7 separate regions of the Mus musculus genome follow, and all the other regions are linked to region 1. The links are chromatin contacts, called in public Hi-C and promoter capture Hi-C maps. All regions are on one chromosome and are shown on one strand. The core of a region is the stretch at or near the end of the contact, and the rest is flanking DNA. Distances in the headings are between cores, read along the strand shown. Region 1 holds the start of 9530068E07Rik (RIKEN cDNA 9530068E07 gene). Region 2 holds the start of Pdlim4 (PDZ and LIM domain 4). Region 3 holds the start of Slc22a21 (solute carrier family 22 (organic cation transporter), member 21). Region 4 holds the start of Grm6 (glutamate receptor, metabotropic 6). Region 5 holds the start of Slc22a5 (solute carrier family 22 (organic cation transporter), member 5). Region 6 holds the start of Rad50 (RAD50 double strand break repair protein). Region 7 holds the start of Kif3a (kinesin family member 3A).

Region 1 (3,138 bases), core at 361-2,860:
CCTTTAATCTCAGCACTTGGGAGGCGGAGGCAGGTGGATTTCTGAGTTCCAGGCCAGCCTTGTCTACAGAGTGAGTTCCAAGACAGGCAGGGCTACACAGAGAAACCGTGTCTCAAATAAATAAATAAAGGTAACATTTAGAGAGAAAGAGAGAGAATGTGTGTGTGTGTGTGTGTGTGTGTGTGTGTGAGACACAAACTTAGGTGCAGTACCCAAAGAAGCCACAGGTGTCAGATTACTCCTAAAGATGCAGTTACAGACTGTTGCTCTAGATGATTAAAGATCAAAATTATGTCTGCATCCACCAGGGAAATCCTCATTACATTCTACCCAAGATATAAGAGCCTTGGAAAACCTAGTCTTTCCTCCCACAGACTCCAAAACCCTCCAGTTAGGGCAGTCAGCTGCCTGCTTTCAGTGCTGCTGAGGAAGGAAACTATGTATGCAACCCAGCACTGTAATAAAGGGACGGGTGATTGGCTGGAGAGTCTCCCTGGGCAAAGAAGGAAGTCAGCCCCAGTTCACATTAAGTTTTCATCTGAAAAAAAAAATCAATAAAGACTTGGGGAGAAAATGATTGCACGCTGGACAGAAAGAAAAATATGACTACTCAACAATGCTCAGTTTCTCCTGCTAAATCTCTGCCTCGGTTTACAGATTTCACTTTCAAGAACGGCTTTAATATCCTGATTTATGCTATAGCATCTGCAAGAAAAGAAAGTTTTTCTCAAATGAGGCGAGAGGGCGTTCGGTAAAACCTCAGCTCAAGGAAGGGCATCTGCCGCAGACACGCTCTCTCCCTTTGTTTCTAAACTCTACTCCTCCTCCAAGGCCCTCAGCCGGTCAGCGTCCCCGGACTCTGCCTCTACACCAAAAGCCCCAGAACTTCTCAGACCTCAGAGATGGAATCCACAAACAGCTCCTCCCCTCTTCCACTCTGGAACAGTCAATCAATTCAGTCCCAACACTGGGTCGCTGTCCCTATCTTTATCTCTGACCTCACCATTTCGAAGGGGAAAACAAAACAAAAACTTGCCTAGCCTTGCTTGTCCCTCTAACCTCAAGCATCTCTCTTAACATCACTCTCCCCAACTCCGACTATCTCTTCGGCCTGTTTCCTATCCAGTCTGCGAGATCTCTGTACTCCCCATTTTGGGGACCTCCCCCCTCCACACCGAGCGCCCTTCCTCCAGGGAGTGTATTCTCAGAGACTCCGTCCACGACACGGGGACTTCCCGTCCCCGCCCACCTACTCGGGTCTCTGAATCTCACAACCCCACTTCTCAGGCCTGGGGAGACCGCACTGGGAGCGCTTCCCAACTCGGGCCCAGCCCTGGGCGCGGGAACTCGGCCGGTGGGAACCACCGTGAGTCGGCGGCGCTCCGTCCCCGTCGGGCCCGACCCGGTCCCTCGCCGTCTCCCTGCGTTCATTACCAGAGCACAGGACGGGCACGAGCAGCAACGCCAGCACCAGAGATCGCGCCAGAGCCCCGAGGCCCCGGGCGCCCGGCCCGGGAGACAGCTTCTCTCGTGCAGCCCCGCACATTCTGCCCAGGGCGGAGGCGGCCATAACGGACTCGGCCCCCGAGCCTGCGCTGTTGCTAGGTTCTGCGAGGTGACGTCAGATACGCGTCCGAAGCGCACTCCCGAAGCAGCTACGTCCCGGCGTGATGACGTTGCATCTCTGAACCCGAAAGGTTAGCGTGGGAGTGTAGAAAAGGGTGCTTAAAAAAAAAAAAAAAAAAAAAGGCGAATGGGACGGATTTATTTTCAACTGGTGGTTTTTTGTTTTGCTCTGTGGTTTATCGTTGTCATCTTTGAGATGTATTTCAGGGGTCATCGCTTAAGAGCACTGGCTGATTCCCCCAGAGCTCCTGGGTTCGATTCCAAGCACCCCTGTATGTGAGGACTCACACCCATCTGTCCCAGGGTATACGGTGCCCTCTTTAGGCATCCTCAAACACTAGACGTATAACTGATGCAGAAACTCATAAGTAAAACAACTACACACAAGTTTAATACACTTAAGAAAGATTATATATATATATATGGAGCTGGAGAGAATGTTCAGCTGTTGAGAGCATTTGCTACTCTTGCAAAGGACTGGGTTTGGTTCCCAGCACTCAGATTAAACAGCTCACAGCCACCTCTAACTCCAGTTCCAGGGGATCTGACTATAAGACCTCTTTTGATCTCCACAGGCATTAGGCATATGGGGTACACAAACATATATGCAAGCAATCATTTCTGAATTAAAACTAGCCAGGTGTGATAGTGCATATCTTTAGTTTCAGCACTCAGGACGCAGAAGCAGGTAAATCTAAGTGAATTCGAGTCCAGCCTGGTCTACAAAGCGATTATAGAACAGCCAGGGCTACACAGAGAAACCCTGTCTCAAAAAATAATAATGATAAAATAAGCATTAAAGAAACAATAAAGAAAGAGTAAAATTGTGTGTAAGTTCAAATGCCCTCCAGTGCCAGAAGAGGGCGTCTACTCCCCTGGAGCTGGAGGTTGCTGTGATTATGAGCCACCCCATGTGGCTCCTGGGAACCACACCCTGGTCCTCTACAAGCACAATTGCTCTAAACTGTTGAATAATTTCTCCAGCACCCTTTTGGTTTTGGTTTTGAAACAAGATCTCAAGTGGCCCAGGCTGGCCTCAAAATTCCTTTTTTTTTTAATTTTATTTTTTAATTAGGTATTTTCTTCATTTACATTTCAAATGCTATCCCAAAAGTCCCCCATATCCCCCCCCACTCCCCTACCCACCCACTCCCACTTCTTGGCCCTGGCGTTCCCCTGTACTGAGGCATATAAAGTTTGCAAGACCAAGGGGCCTCTCTTCCCAATGATGGCCGAGCCGACTAGGCCATCTTATGCTACATATGCAGCTAGAGACACAAGCTCCGGGGGTACTGGTTAGTTCATATTGTTGTTCTACCTATAGGGTTGCAGACCCCTTTAGCTCCTTGGGTACTTTCTCTAGCTCTTCCTTTGGGGGCCCTGTGTTCCATCCAATAGCTGACTGTGAGCATCCACTTCTGTGTTTGCCAGGCACCGGCATTCAAAATCCCTTTCTACCCAGTGGATAACCTTGAACTCCTTCACCTTCACCTCCCACTTGCTGGGTTATAT
Region 2 (3,138 bases), core at 384-2,883, 1.7 Mb before region 1:
AGGGTCCAGATGAGAGGTCTCTGACCACGGCCCATGCTCTACATTCAACCCTCAGGACAACCAGTGGTTGGTGGTTGAACCCCTTCTACTCCACTTAGAAGGATCCAATGGCTGGGAGCATCTGGTTGCCAGCCCCCAGAGACCATGCAGGGACCATTCTGTCGGTCCTTCCCATATGCCTGTCAATGTGGGACCCCTGTTTGCATGAAGCCGAGCACAAACCTCTGCCACACAGTATTGCGAGCCCAACATCTGTGTGTCCCTCTCACTCTCCACACACTCAAGCATGCATCCGTGTCACACACTCAATCCATGTCACTCCTCTCCCACCTGAGGGGATAGCAGCACCCTCCCTACCAGGAGGACATCCCGGCCTGGGACCTCCTACTTGGTACCTCTCAAGCGGCCTGGGATCTCCTACTTGGTACCTCTCAAGTTGTCCTACTCTTTGTCACCAGGAAGACATCAGGACAGACACCCCTACATTGTAGCTCTCTGACAGTTCTTCTCTTTTCCAGATGTAGGAGATTCAGTGGTCCCTCTCATCTCTTACCCTGTGAGCATCAGCATCACACACACACAGTCCGAGTCACTCACGTGTCACATGTCACAACAGGGTAAGAGAGAACACAGGGTTGCCAAGAATATTGACTAACTAGGATCTTGCCTCCTCTGGGTATGGAGAAGCAATTGATGGCTGATGTGGTCAGACTGAGGTACCCAGAGAGTAGTCTGGCCAAACCATTGTACCTCCAGAAGCTGTTAAAGGACATCCGGGCACACAGTGGTTGGAAGTGAAGACTTGGGGAAGAGAGGAGCCCTGGAGAGTGGGGTGGGGGCGAGCTCCAAATACTTCTGCTCCTCCACTGGGAGACAGGCACTGCTCCAGCCTGCTCTCCTTTCCAGAAAGCTAAGAGATACAACACCCCTGGCAGACAAGATGACCTGAAGGGAGATGGAAACAAGACAAGGCCCAAGAAGCCGAGGGTGGGGGGTGGGGTACCTGGAAAAAAAAAACATGCGCCTTGCTTCTAGATGCCAGAAAAAGGTCAACTCCTCTAGGAGATCAGCTTTGCCTTTGCAAACTAGTTTGGGCACCTTTCTATTTCTACTGCACCCACGCCCCCCGTAGCCCACCAAATAGATCCATGGCCTGCTGCTGTCTTGGGTCTGTGTCCCTAGTCCAGGGCTTCTCAAGCCCAAGGTTCTAAGTGTGCCGGTGTTCAGAGGGTTCCATGCGCTGAAAGGTGGGGAGGCAGGTTGGCCCGCCAGAACGTGGAAGTGGTTTGGGAACAAGGCACGGCCCCATCCCCCATCAGAGCCACCGCAGTCCTGCATCCCTCCCCGGGCTAGAGCACCGGCCCGTAAAAGCGACTTCAAAGGGCCGGTGCCTAGTGTCTGAGTTTCCACAGCCTGCTCGGCTCCTCAGCCAGGCAGAACTCAGACATCCAAGCGGACCCTATTCTGGGGGCTTCAATAAGCGGGTGGGGGGTGCGGGGTTTAGCCTGGGAAAGTGAGGGGCGGGTCCTCGGAGCCCCCAAAGTGGGAGGGTCGGGAGTCCGCGGGACCAATCGGTGTGCGCGCGGGGCGCGGGCACGAACGGAGGGGGGATCGGGGGCGGGCAGCCCGGGGGCGGGGCGCGGCGGCCAGGCGGCGGCAACAGCGGCGGCGACTCCTCCGTGTCCGGCTCCAGCTCTGGCTGCAGCTCCGGCCCGCGATGACCCACTCGGTGACCCTGCGCGGCCCTTCACCCTGGGGCTTCCGCCTGGTGGGCGGCCGGGACTTCAGTGCTCCCCTCACCATCTCGCGGGTGAGTCCGACCCCCGCGGGGCAGCGGGGTAGTCCCGGGGCTTAGACCTTGTCCTTGTAGTAGACCCAGGACCCAGATCCTCGACGTGTCGAAAGCTTGAAAGCAGAGTGTTGGTCTTGGTGACCCACATAATGTGAAGGGGGGTTCCAGCAGGGCAACACAGTCCCACCCCGCTTCCCGCACAGCCTGCCTGCCCCGTTTGGTGGTGAGAATCCCCAAGAGTTCATACACCAACTTCCCGCTGCTAAGTTTCTTTAGGGGAAGTTGCTGTGGGCCAGGGAAGAACCCTCAGACATGGGCCAGGAGTCTGGACAGCTCTACAGAGGCCCAGAAACTCCTCAGATCCAACCCTGCCTGAAGTTTTGGGGCAAAGTAACTGAAAACCCACTTCCCCTGTTAAAGGTCCGGGTGGCCTTAGGAGGGTCTTGCTGTCCTCGGAAGTCCACCCACTTCCCCACTCTGAACTTCAGTTTCTCCTCTCTGGCCTCAGTCACTCTGGGGGAAGTGACCAAGAGGGACTGTTAGCTTCCAGGCAAGGGGGAGACAATGAGGCATGGTTCCCCCTCCTTACAAACCAACACAAAGCCATGGACCAGGACAGCCTCAGCCCAGTTCCCCACGGGTCCCAGGATCATACCCTGCTCCTAGATCTAAGGCAGAGGCAAAGAGGAGGGGGCACAGCCCTGGAGAGGGAGTTGGTCTGAAGATAGAGCAGGGAGGAGCTCCGGCCTGAGGCAGGGATTCCCCAGCCTTGGAGCCAAAAGAGAAGAGAACCCAGGCTCTGCCCTTAGTGGCTCTGGGTCCAGAAGGAGGGGACAGATGTGGACATCCCTTCACCCCACAGAGGCTGCTTGAGTCTTTGGGGAAGTGTGTCGGGGGACTGGAGAACCACTTTGCTGCTTCTTCTGGCCCTGAAGGCTGGGCTAAGCTTTCGAGATTTCTTTTTCAGTTCTTGGGAAGAGGTAGTCACTGGGTGGGTGTGGAATTGTGGAATCCTCTATATGGGGGCCTGGGTGACAGGCAGGACCAGCTGTCCTAGGAGGCTTCCAACATCTGTCTTTACCACTAGGTCCCTGGGGCCAAGTGAGGTATGCCTTCAGCACATCCCTGTGACTTTCATCTCCTTGTTCTCCCTAGAGATCCCCGCTGGGGGTGGGAAGTGGGGGGGGGGGGGCAGAGCATCTATGTCTGCCTGGTGGGTCTGTGTATCTACAAAGAAAGAACGGTGAGGGTGTTAGGCCAGCCGGCAGGCCAGGCACCCTGGGTGTGAGGCCGCTGACAGGCTCAGTGGCCGTGGCTGACTGCTGGAGGCGGCTGAGAGCTAAGAC
Region 3 (3,138 bases), core at 365-2,864, 1.6 Mb before region 1:
AGAACACAGGACAGCCACTTACATCTCAACCTCACATGTCCCTGCAAGTACCAATATGTAACGATACTTCAAATTGTTAGTTCTTTATGCAAAACTTGAATCTGACCACGTAAAATTTTTATTTACTAGATCTGGACATTTTATTAATATGGCTGTGACAATTATTGTTGTCAACTTGACAGGGTCTAGAATCACCTAAGAGAGAAACCTCTAGGTGTCTGTGAGGAAGCTTCTAGATCTCATTAGTTGGAGTGAGAAGAGTGACCCTCAGAGAGGCAGCATCTGTTCCATGGCCTTTGGTCCAGGACTAAGTAAGAGGAGAGAAAGCAAGCTGAGCACCAGCATTTCTCTCTCCTGGCTTCCTGACTGAGGCGACTGTGACAAGCTGACTCCTGCCACCCGGCCTTCCCAGAGTGACCGACTCTACCCTCTAAGCACAAGCCCAAACCTCTTCTCCCTTAAATTGCTTTTGTCTCTGTAACCAGAAAAGTTACGAATACAACAGCTACCAAGACAATTTTAATGATAATGTGCATCTGCTGTACACACCTGTTGTCCCTGCTACTAGAGAGGATGAGGCAGGTGGTCATTTGTGACCAAAGTTGCAGGTAAAGCCAGGGAAATACAGTAGGCCCCATCTAAATAAGTAAATAAATAAATAAATAAAATTATAAATGTAACTTCTCATTTCATTTGACAATATTACTTTAGAATTACACAATTGCTATTTTTATACCTTATCTTTTTAATTTTAGGAAATACTATTTGCACAAAACAATGGATTTCATTGTAAGGCTCTGTGTTTGTTTTAAGACGGGTTTCACTGTGTAGTCCTGACTGGCCTGGAACTATGTAGATCACCAGTCAGCTCCTGAATTAACTGTAAAAAATAACTAATTTGAGGGTATAATCCTAGACTAAGATCCTTAATCTTGAAGTTAAATTTTTATATTTGCTTAAGTCGATTTGATGAATAACTGAATGATTTCTTAATCTTTAAAAACATAAAGCACAGAACAGAGCCTAGAAATTGAAATTCATTGCCCACAGCCTCATGACCACAGCCTCAAAATTTGTCTCAATCTCTTAATGATTATTATAATATGACATTATGTGAGTGGGCGTTTTGATTGCATGTATGTCTGTGCACTATATGTGACAGGGGACCAGAAAAGGGGATTAGTTCCCCCGGAACTGGAGTTACCAGAAGGTTGTAAGCCTCCAATGCGTGCTGGGAATTGAACTCAGGTCCATTGAAGGAGAAGACTTTTGGTGGGATACAATCCCTTTCTGACCCATAACAAAAAGTTGAGAGGGTGTTTCATACCGAAATCCTACGCCTTTCTCCAAGTCAACACCCAGCTTGGTCACAACTTCCCCCAAAGGAGCCCTGGGGACCAGCTCGGGGTTGTGGCTTGAGAAGACCCATCCCTCCCTCTAGCAGCAGCTTCGGGGCGGGGACTACAGCGGCCCCGCCCCCAGCCCGACTCGCTCGGGGGGTGTGGCTTGAGAAGACCCGTCCCTCCCTCTAGCAGCAGCTTCGGGGCGGGGACTACAGCGGCCCCGCCCCCAGCCCGACTCGCTTGCTCTCGACTGGGAAGGACTTTACCTCAGGGCGTTCCTCAGCGAACAGCTCAGAGTAGTAGGCAAGGGACTCCTAGGCTCCCTCACACCCGCGCAGTTCTGAAGCCAGGCTCCATCCCGCTTCCGCACTGTCCAGCCAGCTCGGAGACCGGGACCAGACCCGCCTCACGTACAGGCGCGTCCAGTGCCCACTACGGATCACTCAGACTCCTGCCGCGCCCACCCCACGGTTCGCCTCAGGACTGCACGGCCGGCCTTGCAGTCTAGGCCAGACTCCGCGCGGAGTCCATCATGGCCTCACGTCCTCGGTGTCTCTGGCGCTGGCGGGGTCTGAGGCGGCGGGAGGAACTCACGAGCTTCTCCGTGTGGAAAACGTCTCCCGACGCTTTCTCGAACTCCTCTTCGACGAGTGACTGGTGCTCCGCGTGCACGGACAAACCGTGCGCCGCCCACTGCGCCCGAGTATCCTCGGATTCCCGGCGGGACGCCGTGGGCTGCCGACTCTATGCTTGACTACGACGAGGTGACCGCCTTCCTGGGCGAGTGGGGGACCTTCCAGCGCCTCATCTTCTTCCTGCTCAGCGCCAGCATCATCCCCAATGGCTTTACTGGGTTGTCAGCCGTGTTCCTGACGGCGATCCCGGAGCACCGTTGCCGGATACCAGACACCGTGAACCTGAGCAGCGCGTGGCGCAACCACAGTATCCCGATGGAGACGAAGGACGGACCAGAGGTGCCTCAGAAATGCCGCCGCTACCGACTGGCCACCATCGCCAACTTCTCTGAGCTAGGGCTGGAGCCGGGACGGGACGTGGACCTGGAGCAGCTGGAGCAGGAGAACTGCCTGGATGGCTGGGAGTACGACAAGGACATCTTCCTGTCCACCATCGTGACAGAGGTAGGTGACAGCCCCCCTGTCAGGGTCTGGTGACATCGCAGGCAATGGTTGTTCCTTAGTTTAACCACAAGCTCCCTGGTGATGAGCATCCTTTAAGAACATTTTATGAGATGACTTCTAGCCATAGTACGCCCCTCAGAGGACAAATGTCTGGCAGACCATCCGTCCATAGGGTCCCATTGAAGATAGAGTCCAGAAGGTTCTGCCCCTAGGAGATGCCCTGAGACCCTGAGTGGTGGGACTTTCTCGAGGTAGTGATGTGATTCAGAGGGGCCGGATTCAGACTTGCTCCAGAGAAGAGACCACAGGTTTTAGCCTCTGTTCAGAAAGGAAAGACTCTTTGCAGAACTTTTTAAAGTTAAAGAAACGTGTGTTCCAAACTCTCTACCCTTTCTGGAGTTATTCTTTCTTCCCTCACCTATCCTTACCCCAAAATGAAGTCTTGCCATGCCCCAGGAGAAACTGTTTTCCATTTGCCAGCGATGGATTGTTACTTCTTAAGGACCCATGTGTCTGCAGATCTATCCAGGGTGACTTGTTGGTATGGAGTCTTTTCCACAGTATTCTGGGACAAGATCACTGAAGAGGTTAGGTAAGGCATGTAAGGTTACTCTGAAGAGCGATGGAAACCTAATTCCTCATTCCCTTACACTTTA
Region 4 (3,138 bases), core at 247-2,746, 1.5 Mb after region 1:
TAGTTTAGAAAAGAGATGGGAGCTCCGGACTTCTTTTAGAGCCCAACCCACCCCCTAACCCCCCACCCCCTGGGCACCGGAACGGGTTAAGGCAAGCATTTTGAAATGGAATTTAAATGTCGATTAAAAAAAAAAGGATGGCACTCCCCCCTTCAGTACTCTGCTTTCAGGGATAGCTCAGGGCCACTTCTAAGGACTTCTAAAGAAGGGCCTAGTTCCCCTGAAATCTAAATATCTTTGTCACCTACAGGTGCTCACGAGAGGAAGCACCTTGCAAGATTGAACAAGGTGTCAGCAGAACCTGAATGGGTGGACAAGTGGGTCTAGGTTCAATCTGCCCTTAGCCAACCTTGTCAGGACACAGACTTCTGGAGAAAGGGGTACCCTTCACACAAAGATGCCAGACCAACCAAGCTGGGAAAATTGATCTGCCTCTGTGGACAAAACCTTTTTAATCTGGATGATTGGGAGAGATTGAAACAGATTCTTCCAGAAGTTAGTAAAGGTATCGACCACCTGGGAGGGACGACGGGTGACAGACGCCCGCCCTCACCGCAAACAGGCGCAAGACATTGGCGACCATGATGGACACGGAGCTAGCTGAGGCGCCCACCACCGCCACGACGCGTTCAGGAGGCGCGGCGCGCAGCGGGGGGACGCCCCCAGGGCAGCGCACGCTGGCCTCTTCGCCGTCTCCGCGGCCTCGGATGAGCGCCTGCACGAAGCTCAGCGCCTGCTCCAGAGCGTAGGTGTCCCGCGAGCAGGTGTCGAGCAGCCGCGCGCCTAGTCGCACACCGGGCAGGAGCTCCGGGTCGGCGTTGATGCGGTCCAGCGCGTAGAGCATCGCCTCCAGCCGGTGCACTCCCTGCTCCTTCTTCAGCGTCCCGCACGCACGCCCTGCGGCGCCCCGGGCGTGCACCGGGAAGAGGCCGCCCAGCGTCAGGCCGCCTGCCAGGCGCACCGAGCCCGCACCGTGAGCTATGCCCGCCTGCGACAGCCACCAGGCTAGCCACAGCAGCAGCACTCGGAGCCGCCCCATCTGCTCCTGGACTGCGGGAAAGGAAGTTACCGGGACGCCTTGAGAGCCGGCGGACGAAGCTGCCACCCCGTGCTCAGCTGCCACTTCGGGATTCTGGCCGGACACCGAGAGCGCAGGAAAAGTTGGTGACTCGCGCACCAGCAACTCAGCAGCCTCTCCCAGGCCTCCAGAGGATTGCTCTCATTCTCCCTGAAAAGTCCCCCTGTTGATGGTCGGTCCCGCTCCTTCCCCCACAGTTCTGGGCAGCTCTTCCTCTGGACCCACCCCAGCGCACCCTAGGCTACCTCCCCAGTGGTGCTTACCTGAGCCAACCTCTGGCTAGTAGGACGAGTCTGTGACAGCTGTAAAATCAGAGCTACAGTCTAGAGGATTTAAGGATTCTGGGGAGGGATGAGGGTGAGGGCAGAGACCCCCTCCAGAGCTTGAGAGTGGAGGAAGGGCTCTCTTCTCTCTCTGCCTCTCTGACTCCCTGGGTCTGCTTCTCCCCTAGACTGCCTTTAAATTGTCTGACCCAGCAACACCAATAAGCTTGGCCACTCATCCTCAATATGCCGATTAAAGAGACAGATAAGAGTGAAAGTTGGAGATAAGAGATTTACACAATCAGTCCCGCCACCCCGAGAAGAGGAACAAAGAAGTCCAGGGACTCCCCTGGTCGGTCTTCAGAGACTTAGGTTTAAACAGAAAAGGACATGCATAGCCAAGTGGTTCTGGTTGCTGGGGTTCAGTCTCTCCTGCAAGGTGGTCTGACAGGTTGTGAAACTGTGTCATCTCTGTCTGGGAAGCAAGCTTCCTCTCTGACTGCACCAGGCTTCCGGGAGAGCACACAGGTGTTTCTAAAGCCCCTAACAAGAGCCTTGCAGCCGGTCTGACGCTGCTCTGGTCTCGGTCTCTCTGTGTTCTGCATTTCTGTATCTGCCTAGACGTTCTCCAAACGTGGCTTATTCCACTCGTAGTGTCTCCCTACCCCACCCCCTACGTTCTCAAACTTTCTTGCCTTCCTGCCGTTTTCATTCTCTGTCCTGACCACTAGAACCTTTTCTCTTTTCAGATATTGGTGTATGTATTATCTATCGTGTGCGAGCGTGCATGGTTTTGTGTGTGTGTGTGTGTGTGTGTGTGTGTGTGTGTGTGTGTGTGTGTGTGTGTGTGATATGCGGCACATGCCCTCTCACGCCAGAGTTAGTTCTCTCCCTTTTGGTTTGGGACCGGGACAAGGTGCATAGTTTGCATATCAAAGCAGACCTGACTTCAGGGATCTCCCAGCATCCCCCAGTCCCTACCTGACATACCCTGCCTCCCACCCTGAACTTTCCAGCCCAGGGGCTGGGCTGCCTTTTTCCCAGAGGTTCTTCCCTATGTGATCCAGACATTTTGGTCTCTTTCTCTCTTCCTTCTGTTCCTTCTCTTCTCTCTCTGTGTTGGAGACCGGCATTGAGCCATAAGCCAAAGCTCCCCTTCCTTCGTGAGAAACTTCGGACCTTTTGAGAGATGTTGGGGACTGACACTGAGTCATAAGCCAAAGTTCCGCTCCCTCCTGGAGGAGAGACTTCCGACCTTTTGAAATGACAGCTGACACAACATCAAGGGCAGATAATAGTATCTGCAAACTTTCTGTGAAAAAACACAGAATGTCCCCTGAGCTAAGAGTAGATAGCACCTTCCCGGGCAGTTGTGCAGAACCACCCCTGCCTGCGGGCTGAGGCACGGGCAAGTTTCTCCCTCTTTACTTCCTTCCTCCTTGCCGCTTATATTCTGTAACCTTACTCTCAATAAACAGACCTTGATGGATCTACTTGGTCTGTCTCTTATTTCCCGCCCGTTTCTCTTTCAGGCAAGGTCTCCCTCAGACCCCCTGAATAACTGGGTCCTGCGGGTCGGGACATCTGTGCCCCCTTTCTCGCTTTCTATTCTCCCTCACCTCCCCTCTTCCCCCCATGGCAACTGCCCTGCCCTCAATCCTCCGGGTCTGTGAACTCACCTAAGAGCAGCTTCCCAATAAACCTGCCTTTAACATATCCCAACTTGGCTCATTTCACTAGCGGCAGAGAAATAACCTATCACCTTTCACCATGTTGGTCCTGAGGACTGAACACAGG
Region 5 (3,138 bases), core at 162-2,661, 1.5 Mb before region 1:
TACAATGTTTGCCTGTTCCACCGCAATGCTGAGGAGCACGGTTGGTCAGTTGAGGTCAAAGCTACTGAGCAAGCCAGGGCAATATAGCAAAACTCATCTCAAAAAAATAAATATAGATAAAATTATAAGGGTAACTTCTTATTTTATTAGACAGTGTTGCTTCAGAATCATACAGTTGCTGGTCGGTTTTTTGTTTTTTGTTTTGTTTTTGGGTGTTGTTGGTTTTTAGAATATATTACTAGGACAAAATAATGGGTTTCATGGTAAAGTTTGTTGTTGTTGTTTATTTGAGAACCTGGAACTGGCTATAAAGACCAGACTTGATTAAGGTCCTTTGCCACAAACTCTGGTAAGTTTTTGTTTTGGTTTTTTAACAAGTTGGCTCCTGCATTAATTGTAAAAATTACAAATCTGAGAGATTAATCCTACACTAAGATCCTTAATCTTGAAGTCAAAATTTTACTATTTCTTAAATCAAAAGACAACAAAATAATTTAAGAACATAATAGTCTGGGAATTAAAATTCATTGCCACCTTTCTCATCACCAGTCTCAAAATCCACCCCTTTTTAATATATGTATATATTATATGTAAATATATATAACTATTATTTTATTTTATGTGTATGAGTGTTTTGCCTGCAAGTCTGTTTTGTCTAATGTGCCGAGTGCATGCCTACTGGGCCTGTGAGCTGCCCTATGCCTTTTAGGAAGCAAGCCAAGGTCCTCTGGAGGAGCAATCTGGACTCTTAAAGAGAGTCCTAGCTGAGCTATCTCCGCAGCCACAAAAGATGGCAGTCTTTCCAGGAAAAACTGCAACAAAGGCTGTCGTTGTCAATGAGACTCTCCGAGGTTCACAATATCTCTCAACCACAACAAAAATTTGAGAAGGTGGGCTGTTTACTGCTTAAATTCTAAGCCTCTTTCCATTGAACACCCAGAATGGTCTTCCCAGGATGGCCTTGGACACAAACTTTTCAAAGTCACCCTTTCCCTCAAGAGAAGGGCACCCTGGGAACCTGCTCCAGGAAGTGTCCTGAAAAGACCCAATTCCGCCCCCTAGAGCGGACCTGTTAGGGGCGTGGCTCACAGACGCCCCGCCTCAGTCTTCCAGTCTGGGCGGAACTAGAAGTGTTCACCCAACCCGGGCCCCGTAGAGACTATGGAGGCGTGGTCGAATGAAGCCACACCCCTCCCTCGCTGACAGTTCTGAAGCCCGGTTCAGCCCCGCCTTCTGTACCGCCCAGCTAGTTCTGAGTCCTAGCTCGGCTCCGCCTCAGGCGCACGCGCGGCCGATGGCCGGCGCCCACTGTGCGTCACTCAGGCCCCTGCCCCGCCCCCGCCGTGCCGCGCCGCGCCGCGCCTCAGAGCCGGGACGGCGGGGCGGGCCTTGCGGCCCAGGCCCATGCCCAGAGCCCGCCCCGCCCTCAGGCCCTATGTAAAGTTGGCGGTGGCCGAGTCGGAGGCGTCGGTGGGAACTCACGAGCCTTGCACGCAGAGGCTCTCAGCGCCCCGTCTCCCGCGCCACGGTGTCCCCTTATTCCCATACGGGCGCTGTGGGAGGCTGAGGACGGCATGCGGGACTACGACGAGGTGACCGCCTTCCTAGGCGAGTGGGGGCCCTTCCAGCGCCTCATCTTCTTCCTGCTCAGCGCCAGCATCATCCCCAATGGCTTCAATGGTATGTCCATCGTGTTCCTGGCGGGGACCCCGGAGCACCGTTGCCTTGTGCCTCACACCGTGAACCTGAGCAGCGCGTGGCGCAACCACAGTATCCCGTTGGAGACGAAGGACGGACGACAGGTGCCTCAGAAATGCCGCCGCTACCGACTGGCCACCATCGCCAACTTCTCTGAGCTAGGGCTGGAGCCGGGGCGGGACGTGGACCTGGAGCAGCTGGAGCAGGAGAGCTGCCTGGATGGCTGGGAGTACGACAAGGACGTCTTCCTGTCCACCATCGTGACAGAGGTAGGTGACAGCCCCCCTATCAGGGTCTGGTGACATCGCGGCGACGGTTGTAGCCCTTCGTCCAACGCACAGGCTGATGAGCATCCTCCAGTCAGGTGGCCCAGGAACATTTTATGAGATGACTTCTAGCCATAGTACGCCCCTCAGGGGACAAGTGTCTGGCAGACCATCCGTCCATAGGGTCCCATTGAAGATAGAGTCCAGAAGGTTCTGCCCCTTAGGAGATGCCCTGAGACCCTGAGGGGTGGGACTTTCTCGAGGTAGTGATGTGATTCAGAGGGGCCGGATTCAGACTTGCTCCAGAGAAGAGGCCACAGTTTTAGCCTCTGTTCAGAAAGGAAAGACTCTTTGCAGAACTTTTTAAAGTTAAAGAAACGTGTGTTCCAAACTCTCTACCTTTTCTGGAGTTATTCTTTCTTCCCTCACCTGTCCTCATCCCAAAATGAAGGCTTGCCATGCCCCAGGAGAAACTGTTTTCCATTTGCCCGCGATGGATTGTTACTTCTTAAGGACCCATGTGTCTGCAGATCTATCCAGGGTGACTTGTTGGTATGGAGTCTTTTCCACAGTATTCTGGGACAAGATCACTGGAGAGGTTCGGTAAGGCATGTAAGGTTACTCTGAAAAGCGATGGAAACCTAATTCCTCATCCCCTTGCACTTTATTCTTGGGTGACTTTGACATTTCTCAGTCACTCTGCTGGGGGTGTGGCAGGCCATTTAATGGTGCATGTGGATGTGTTTGGGGACTTGGGCACCAACTGTAGTTTCCTGGAGGCTCAGCAGTATTGAATATGCAGAATATGAGAAGAATCTTCTGTGATACTATTGAGCAACTGGTTCATTGAGTATCAGGGATTGGGATTGGCCAGTTGGAGATAGTTTCTTGGTGAGTTTAGTTAGCCCTTAGGTCTAGATCCAACATCAAGAAATGGTTTCAGGAGCAGTAGGGAGAAGCTAGGAGTACCTGTTTGGCATTTAAGACTCTTGGAGGTATAGACTGAGCTTCCCTCCTTACAGGGGCTCTCAGGTATATATCATTCTTCAAGAGTAGAGTCAGAGAGTATCCCCACAAGAGTCACTGTCTGTTTCCTTTGGGAGTTTGTGGTTAGATGTGTTCAAACCTGTGCTTACCTACTACATAAGTAGTAAGAATGAAATCTGAGCTCCAT
Region 6 (3,138 bases), core at 478-2,977, 1.3 Mb before region 1:
TGAAGCCAGCTTGGTCTACATAATGAGTTCCTGGCTGCCAAGATTACACGTCACAAAATGACAATGGAAAAATTAAAATGTAATTATATCATTTCCCCCTTCCCTTTTCTCCCTTCAGCCCTCTCATGTTCTGTCTCCCCTTTACTCTCTCTCAAATTCATGGCCTCTTTGTTATTTTACACACACACAAACAACCTACCGAGCCAGTTAGTGTTACTTGTACACATATGATTTCAGGGCTAACCACTTGGTATTGGATAACCAACTCCTCCCCAGAAAAGACCACCTCTTCTCTTCTCAGCAGTTAATTCCATTGTAGTTCTCTATGGGCTCCCTTTCCATGTCAGCATGTCTACTGATGCTGTCCTTGTTCAGGTCTTGTTTAGGCAGCCATATTGCTATGGTATCATGTGTGAAATTTTCTGTCATTTCTAGGAGACACAATCTCACAGGTTTCCTGGACCTCTGGTTCTTACAATCTCTTCACCCCCTCTTCTGACATGTTCTGTGAGCCTAGGTCCAAGAGTTGTGCTGTTGATCTATGAATCAGGGCTGGGCACGCCAGGCCAGCCTTTTATTTTTGTATGAGACAGGGTCTCACTCTTAGTCCACACTTAACAGTGAAAGGCATCCTCCTGCCTCAGTCACTCACCTGAGTGCAGGAATTACAGGTTTGAGCCTCCATAGCCAGCCCCTTTCTACCTAATTCCTACCTTGTGACCTTGTTGACAGGAGCGGACTTTCTTCCTACTTATAAGAACCCTGTCTTGGAACAGCATCTGGTTTTGGGTCCACAAACTTTTGGTCTTAAACTCCTTTTGCACTTTTAAATACTGCTGAGGGTGGAGGCATTGTATATGTTACTAATAGTTCAGTGGCAAAACTTTAAAAAAAGCCTACACACACATATATACTTTGTGTATTGCCTGCATGTATTACAGCATGTCTATGCCTGGAACTCAGGGAGGTCAGAAGAGGGTGTTAGATCCCCTGGAACTGGAATTACAGATGGTTGGGGCCACCATGTGGGTGCTGGGAATTGAACCCCGACAATCTGCAAGAGCAAGTGCTCTTAACCACTGAGCCACCTCTCCAGCTCACAAAACCATTAGCTCTGCAAGGATCTCAACACAAGCCTATGTAAGCATTAACTAGCAACATTTACAGCTTAGTAGAAATGAAAACTGATTTATTCTAAAGGAAAAATATATACAAGAGTGCAGTCTATTGTAATGGCAGCACCACAGTCACGTGATCAAGAGAAACTACTCGCCACTATAAAGTGAAAAACCAAAAAAAAAAAAAAAAATAATAATAATAATAAAAAGTGACAGTGAAAAACGCTGTTAAACAGTACTGTCCGTACAGTAGATGTCATTAACAAACCACTAACTGGGGTCTCCGACTGCACCCCAGCCTACCCATGCGGTCCAGGGATCCAAATGTGGACGTAAAGTATGGTCTTCGCTACTTAAGATGGGCTAGGAGGCTCTGTAATAGCGACGCTTGGAAGACTGAGGCAGGAGAATCGCAAGTTCGAGCCTACAGAGCTAGACCCGATCTCAAAACGTCAAAGCAAACAGTGATAGGTGGCAGCTGCCTCCCTGCCCAACTTCTAAAAGACAACAGCTACTCGTCCTGCTCGTGTTGCTTAGGACTCCCACTTCCCGGCATGCCCCGGGCGTGCGAGAGGCGTGGACAAGTACGCGCCCGCCCCCACGTGACCCCAGGTCGTGCGAGGCGGGAATGTGCGAGCTTACGGTTGCTGGCTCGCTTGGCTTTTCTGGGCTGTGCAGACCCTAACCGGCCCGCGCCCTCCCGGGAAACCGAAGCCCGCGGGGCCGGAAGTGCTCTCGCCACCGGAGCTCCTGCTCGCAGCGCGTGTTCGGAACTTTTGGGTCCTCTCGCGGCGTTCCTTCCCGGCTTGCCCAGCTTCCGCCTTGAGGTTAAAACTCGCCCCTGGCACTGAGTAAAGGAACGTGGTGCAAACATGTCCCGGATCGAAAAGATGAGCATTCTGGGCGTGCGAAGTTTTGGGATAGAGGATAAAGATAAGCAGATTATCTCTTTCTTCAGCCCCCTCACAATTTTGGTTGGACCCAATGGGGCGGGGAAGACGGTAAGTCCTGAGGCGAGGGCCCCAGAAGGTGTTTAGGGCGTCGCCCTGCGCGCTGCGTGGGCCTCGGGGACCTCAGAGCCGGTCCGGCCCAGCAACTCGGAGTGTCGGAAGCCCACGCGTGCGCTCCGCTCTGGCATCTCGTTCCCGGGGAAGGCCGGCTGCGCCCCTGCTTCCCAGCCCCGCCCCCTAGTTCCGGAAGCGTAGCAGACTCTCGCCACCTACCTGTGCCCAACTGGGACCTCCCAAAAGCCCCTCCAAAAAGCTTTTTTTTTAAATATGAGAGATAGGTAACCTAGAGTTGCAAAACATGTCTACTGGTAAAACATAACGATGGAAAAAAAAAGACTTATTGTGGACATGAAGCTGATAGAGTAGCCCTAACGCTGGAAAATTATTTTATTACTTCTGAAGATTTGGGCAATGCGTTGTGACACACTCGTTTAATCCTAGATTGGCAGAGACATGCCCATTTCTATGAGTTTGAGGCCAGTTTGATCTACACAATAAGTTGCAAGATAGCCAGAAATACCAACTTGGATGTTGAATGTCAGGAGGTGGACTTTTATGTGGAAATGTTACTTGACATTGTACCAGGTCTGTTCTTAGCCTTGATCTCCTGGAAGGAAGACATAATAAAGCGCTTATAATCACTAGCTACATGTATACATATTTTTTGCTATTATTTAATTTATTTATTTTGGACACAGCATCCCACATAGCTTAGGCTGACCTGATCTTCTTGTCCACCAAATGCTAGAATTGTAGATACACACCTCCACACCTGGCTGTGAATGAATATTTGTCATAAACTACTGTGGTTCTCATCACTAAATAACACACAACTTGCTCTTTTTTTAGACCATCATTGAATGTCTAAAGTATATTTGTACTGGAGATTTCCCTCCTGGAACCAAAGGAAATACATTTGTTCATGATCCCAAGGTAATGGTGTCTGTAAAGTTTTGTATTTTAAGAATTAAATTTTTATAATTCTAAAAGTAGTGGTTGCTTATTGTAGA
Region 7 (3,138 bases), core at 192-2,691, 1.2 Mb before region 1:
CCTTTCAAAGTGTTGGCCAGCTGGCTCAAAGCATTTTTAAGTATTTTAGTCATCTGCTAAAACTGAGAAACTTCACAAATATAGCAATTTAAGTCTTTTGAAAACAAAAGTAGATCTGTTATCTGTAGGCCAGCATTCCTTTATGGAAACCTTTTCCAATTCACCAGATCCAATTTCTGCCATATGCAGATTACTCACTTCATTTATTAAGGCTGTCTTTTCTCTGTTAAATGTATATGGTTTTCACCTCTTCTCCAAAGTCAAAACTTTGGTAATGAGGCTGGAGAGATGGGCCAGTGGTTAAGAGCACTTACAGAGGACCTTACAGAGGACCTGGGCTGAGTTTCCAGCACCCACATGGCAGCTTACTACTGCTTTTAACTTCAGTTCCAAATAATTCCATGCACTCTTCTTCCTTCCCCTGGCACGTGGTGCACATACATACATACATGCAAACACTCATACACATAAAATAAAAATTGAATTAAAAACACCTAGCACAACCTTACCGCCTGCATAGTTAACATATATACGGCTAGTGCGCAATCTTTGTTGAATATTCATTATTCAATAAAGCAATAAATATAAACAAACACTGAGCATTTTGTGCTAAATGTCAAGCCCTGTCCTTCAAGTGTCCTGTGCATTAATTTATTTTGCCTTGATAAAAACCCCAAGAAGGAAAGTTTAAATGTGTAGGAACTAAGGGCCCAGACGCTGTAAATAACCATCGAAGGCCCCATAACCAATATATAATCTACCATGGCTCAAGTCTTCTCCAATGGGACTTACAACCACCCCCTTATTATGGCACGATAACAATCCGTGAAATCCTAGGAGGTAACCAAATCGCCACCGCATACTCGCACAAAGACACCTACAGGTTACATTCTGCACCATAAGCTAAGGTGCCCGCTCGGAATGACAGCTTATACCCAGGGAAGTAGGGGGCCAGAGCGTAGACTCTGGGGTTCCGAGCATCCGCAAGACCATGGTGGCCACGCGCAGCCACCAAGCCTCCACTGTCCGCGCGGTGCTTTTCTGTCTGGCAGAGCAGGCCTGGCGAGATGCAACGCGTTCCGGGGCAACTGGGCGGGTCCCGAGCGGCCCCCGATGCGTCCGGACCCCAGCCCCGCCGCCCCACCGCCCTTCTCCTCCAAGGCCTCCCGGCCTGGCCACCCTGCCCCGCCCGCCGCGCGCTTCTATGGCAACGGCCGCGCCCCCGAGCAGGGCCGACACGATGAGCCGAAGCCCCCGTGGCCGACTGTCCATCCTCACCGGCATGGTGGCCGCGTCCGGTGCTCCGCCAACGTCCCCACTCCGGATGCAGCCCAACAACACCGGGTTTGGGGGCGAGGCTGGCCACAGGCGACCGCAACACCTTAGCGCTCCAGAGACTGCGGCTCACACAGCTACAGAGGGCAGTGCGCAGGCGCACTCTGAGCTCGCCCCGCCCAATCTCGGGTGTCCTGGGCTCTTGAAGTACGCATGCGCAAGGCCTTTCCGCGTCCATCTCCATGGACGCTAGACTGGGGCAACGCCTGCGGGGTGCTGCCATCGCTCTGCTCTGTAAAGCTGGTTCATGTTGAGGCCACCAGGACATCTGACCCGCTCAGACTGCCAGGAGCTTCCGGCGCTGGCAGTGTCCCAAATATTGAAAACAACAGTGGACAATAGCGTACCAGATTCTGATGACTCCTTATTTTATGAGGAATATCAGGGGTTGGGTTCTGTTTATCTCTACTATCTGTCTGCACCAAAAGTTTGAATGAACAGGACCCTGATCCAGCCATATGAGGAGAGAGCGGAGACCAAGGAGACCAACAGGCCAGGAAGGTAAAGGGGGAAAAAAAGTGAAAATGACCAGCAGAGTCAAAATGGATGGATTATATAGGGAAGGACCCCAGAAGGGCAGCTCAGCACCTGGGCCGGAAGGTTCACGGGGTGGACTATGCCAGCCAACCCTGTAACAGGTAGGGACTGAGGGATGCTGGGAGCATCCAGGTCTGCTTTAATATGTGAAAAAGGCACCTCAACCATTTGTTGGGAGTTTGAGACCTAACTCAAAGGAGAAGCTCCGTCTAAATAGCCATTTGCCCAACAGAACTGCTTAGGGTTTCTCAGTTATGGGAGAGTTTGTTTTGTTTTTGGTTTGTCTTGGGGGGGGGGGTTTCTCACTGGATAGACCAGGATGACCTTGAGCTCACAGAGATCTTTTGACTCACGAGTGCTGGCATTAAAGGCATCTTCATCACACCCGGAAGTTATAGGAGAGTTTAAGTTGCAAGTAATTATAAAGTGTGTTCTGTGTTAACATTCAAAATGTTCATCTTGGGTCTGAAGAACTGGCTCAGCAGTTAAGAATGCATACTGATCTTGCAAAGGGCTGGAGTTAGGGTCCCAGCACTCAGGTCAGGCATTCACAACTGCAGCTCTAGGGGAATCCCATGCCCTCTTTTGGTCTCTGTGGGAACTGTACTCACATGCATATATCCACTCATAGAGACACACATATACTTAATTGTAAAAAAGTCTTCTTTTGCTGGGCAGTGGTGGCGCACCCCTTTAATCCCAGCACTTGGGAGGCAGAGGCAGGCGGATTTCTGAGTTTAAGGGCAGCCTGGTTGACAGAGTGAGTTCCAGGACAGCCATGGTTACACAGAGAAGCCCTGTCTCAAAAAAAAAGAAAAAAAAAGTCTTCTTTCAAAACTTCCTCTTCAATACATCACAGTTAGTCTTGACTATTAGAAACATGTTTTGTATTACTTCTCAAAGATGCTGAGTAGGAGAAGGTAAAATACCCATTTCTTATGGTCATGTAGACCACCATTGCACAGCTGTTGCTAATAAATGACAACCCCCTATCCTTTCATTACAGTTTTATACTTATTTATGTAAGTGTATGGTCCAATACGCATATGCCACAGCTCATATGTGTGGAGGTCAGAGAACACCTTTCAGGAGTTGGTCTCCTCTTCTTCTTTCCCTGTGTGACCTCACTGATGGAGCTGAGGTAGTCAGACTTAGTGGCAAGCACATCTACCCACTGAGCAATCTTGCTGGCCACTAAAGTTTTTGGTTTTTTTTTTTTTAAGATGTCTCTATTCTAAATGAGTCTTGAAGTGGAAAGTTCTGGTT

The links. Promoter capture Hi-C pulls out the DNA fragments that hold promoters and counts their contacts. A called contact is a pair of places that touch in the nucleus more often than the background predicts.
Region 2: a promoter capture Hi-C map of hippocampal neurons shows a contact between it and region 1, with 3 times the contacts expected there. The contact joins the promoter of Pdlim4 here to the promoter of 9530068E07Rik in region 1. A contact is called at or near these places in 3 of 39 promoter capture datasets (hippocampal neurons, liver and pre-B cells).
Region 3: a contact with region 1 is called in a promoter capture Hi-C map of hippocampal neurons, with 4 times the contacts expected there. The contact joins the promoter of Slc22a21 here to the promoter of 9530068E07Rik in region 1. A contact is called at or near these places in 2 of 39 promoter capture datasets (cranial neural crest and hippocampal neurons).
Region 4: a Hi-C map of B cells shows a contact between it and region 1, with 5 read pairs. The contact joins the promoter of Grm6 here to the promoter of 9530068E07Rik in region 1. A contact is called at or near these places in 1 of 39 promoter capture datasets (liver) and 1 of 484 Hi-C or Micro-C datasets (B cells).
Region 5: a promoter capture Hi-C map of hippocampal neurons shows a contact between it and region 1, with 4 times the contacts expected there. The contact joins the promoter of Slc22a5 here to the promoter of 9530068E07Rik in region 1. A contact is called at or near these places in 2 of 39 promoter capture datasets (hippocampal neurons and liver) and 1 of 115 datasets of contacts at active chromatin or transcription factors (astrocytes).
Region 6: a contact with region 1 is called in a promoter capture Hi-C map of liver, with 5 times the contacts expected there. The contact joins the promoter of Rad50 here to the promoter of 9530068E07Rik in region 1. A contact is called at or near these places in 6 of 39 promoter capture datasets (the 3T3-L1 cell line, cranial neural crest, frontonasal cranial neural crest and 3 more).
Region 7: a promoter capture Hi-C map of embryonic stem cells shows a contact between it and region 1, with 5 times the contacts expected there. The contact joins the promoter of Kif3a here to the promoter of 9530068E07Rik in region 1. A contact is called at or near these places in 1 of 39 promoter capture datasets (embryonic stem cells) and 2 of 115 datasets of contacts at active chromatin or transcription factors (astrocytes and embryonic forebrain).

Annotation. Positions count from the first base shown.
Region 1 is chr11:52,394,900-52,398,037 of GRCm38.p6, reverse strand. 9530068E07Rik (RIKEN cDNA 9530068E07 gene) reads right to left here and starts at 1,610. Exons shown (of 3, transcript NM_153117.2): 1 at 1,435-1,610. The coding sequence starts at 1,570.
Region 2 is chr11:54,067,512-54,070,649 of GRCm38.p6, reverse strand. Pdlim4 (PDZ and LIM domain 4) reads left to right here and starts at 1,633. Exons shown (of 7, transcript NM_019417.3): 1 at 1,633-1,810. The coding sequence starts at 1,718.
Region 3 is chr11:53,978,809-53,981,946 of GRCm38.p6, reverse strand. Slc22a21 (solute carrier family 22 (organic cation transporter), member 21) reads left to right here and starts at 1,614. Exons shown (of 10, transcript NM_019723.3): 1 at 1,614-2,482. The coding sequence starts at 2,090. Gm30927 (predicted gene, 30927) reads right to left here and starts at 1,916. Exons shown (of 4, transcript NR_168634.1): 1 at 1,610-1,916; 2 at 550-638.
Region 4 is chr11:50,849,043-50,852,180 of GRCm38.p6, reverse strand. Grm6 (glutamate receptor, metabotropic 6) reads right to left here and starts at 1,496. Exons shown (of 11, transcript NM_173372.2): 1 at 1,342-1,496; 2 at 554-1,050. The coding sequence starts at 1,039.
Region 5 is chr11:53,889,976-53,893,113 of GRCm38.p6, reverse strand. It overlaps Slc22a5 (solute carrier family 22 (organic cation transporter), member 5), which reads left to right and starts at 1,411. Exons shown (of 10, transcript NM_011396.3): 1 at 1,411-1,967. The coding sequence starts at 1,575.
Region 6 is chr11:53,705,908-53,709,045 of GRCm38.p6, reverse strand. Rad50 (RAD50 double strand break repair protein) reads left to right here and starts at 1,727. Exons shown (of 25, transcript NM_009012.2): 1 at 1,727-2,119; 2 at 2,978-3,061. The coding sequence starts at 1,991.
Region 7 is chr11:53,565,672-53,568,809 of GRCm38.p6, reverse strand. Kif3a (kinesin family member 3A) reads right to left here and starts at 1,441. Exons shown (of 18, transcript NM_008443.4): 1 at 1,279-1,441. The coding sequence starts at 1,284. A430108G06Rik (RIKEN cDNA A430108G06 gene) reads left to right here and starts at 1,497. Exons shown (of 2, transcript NR_168001.1): 1 at 1,497-1,973; 2 at 3,096-3,138.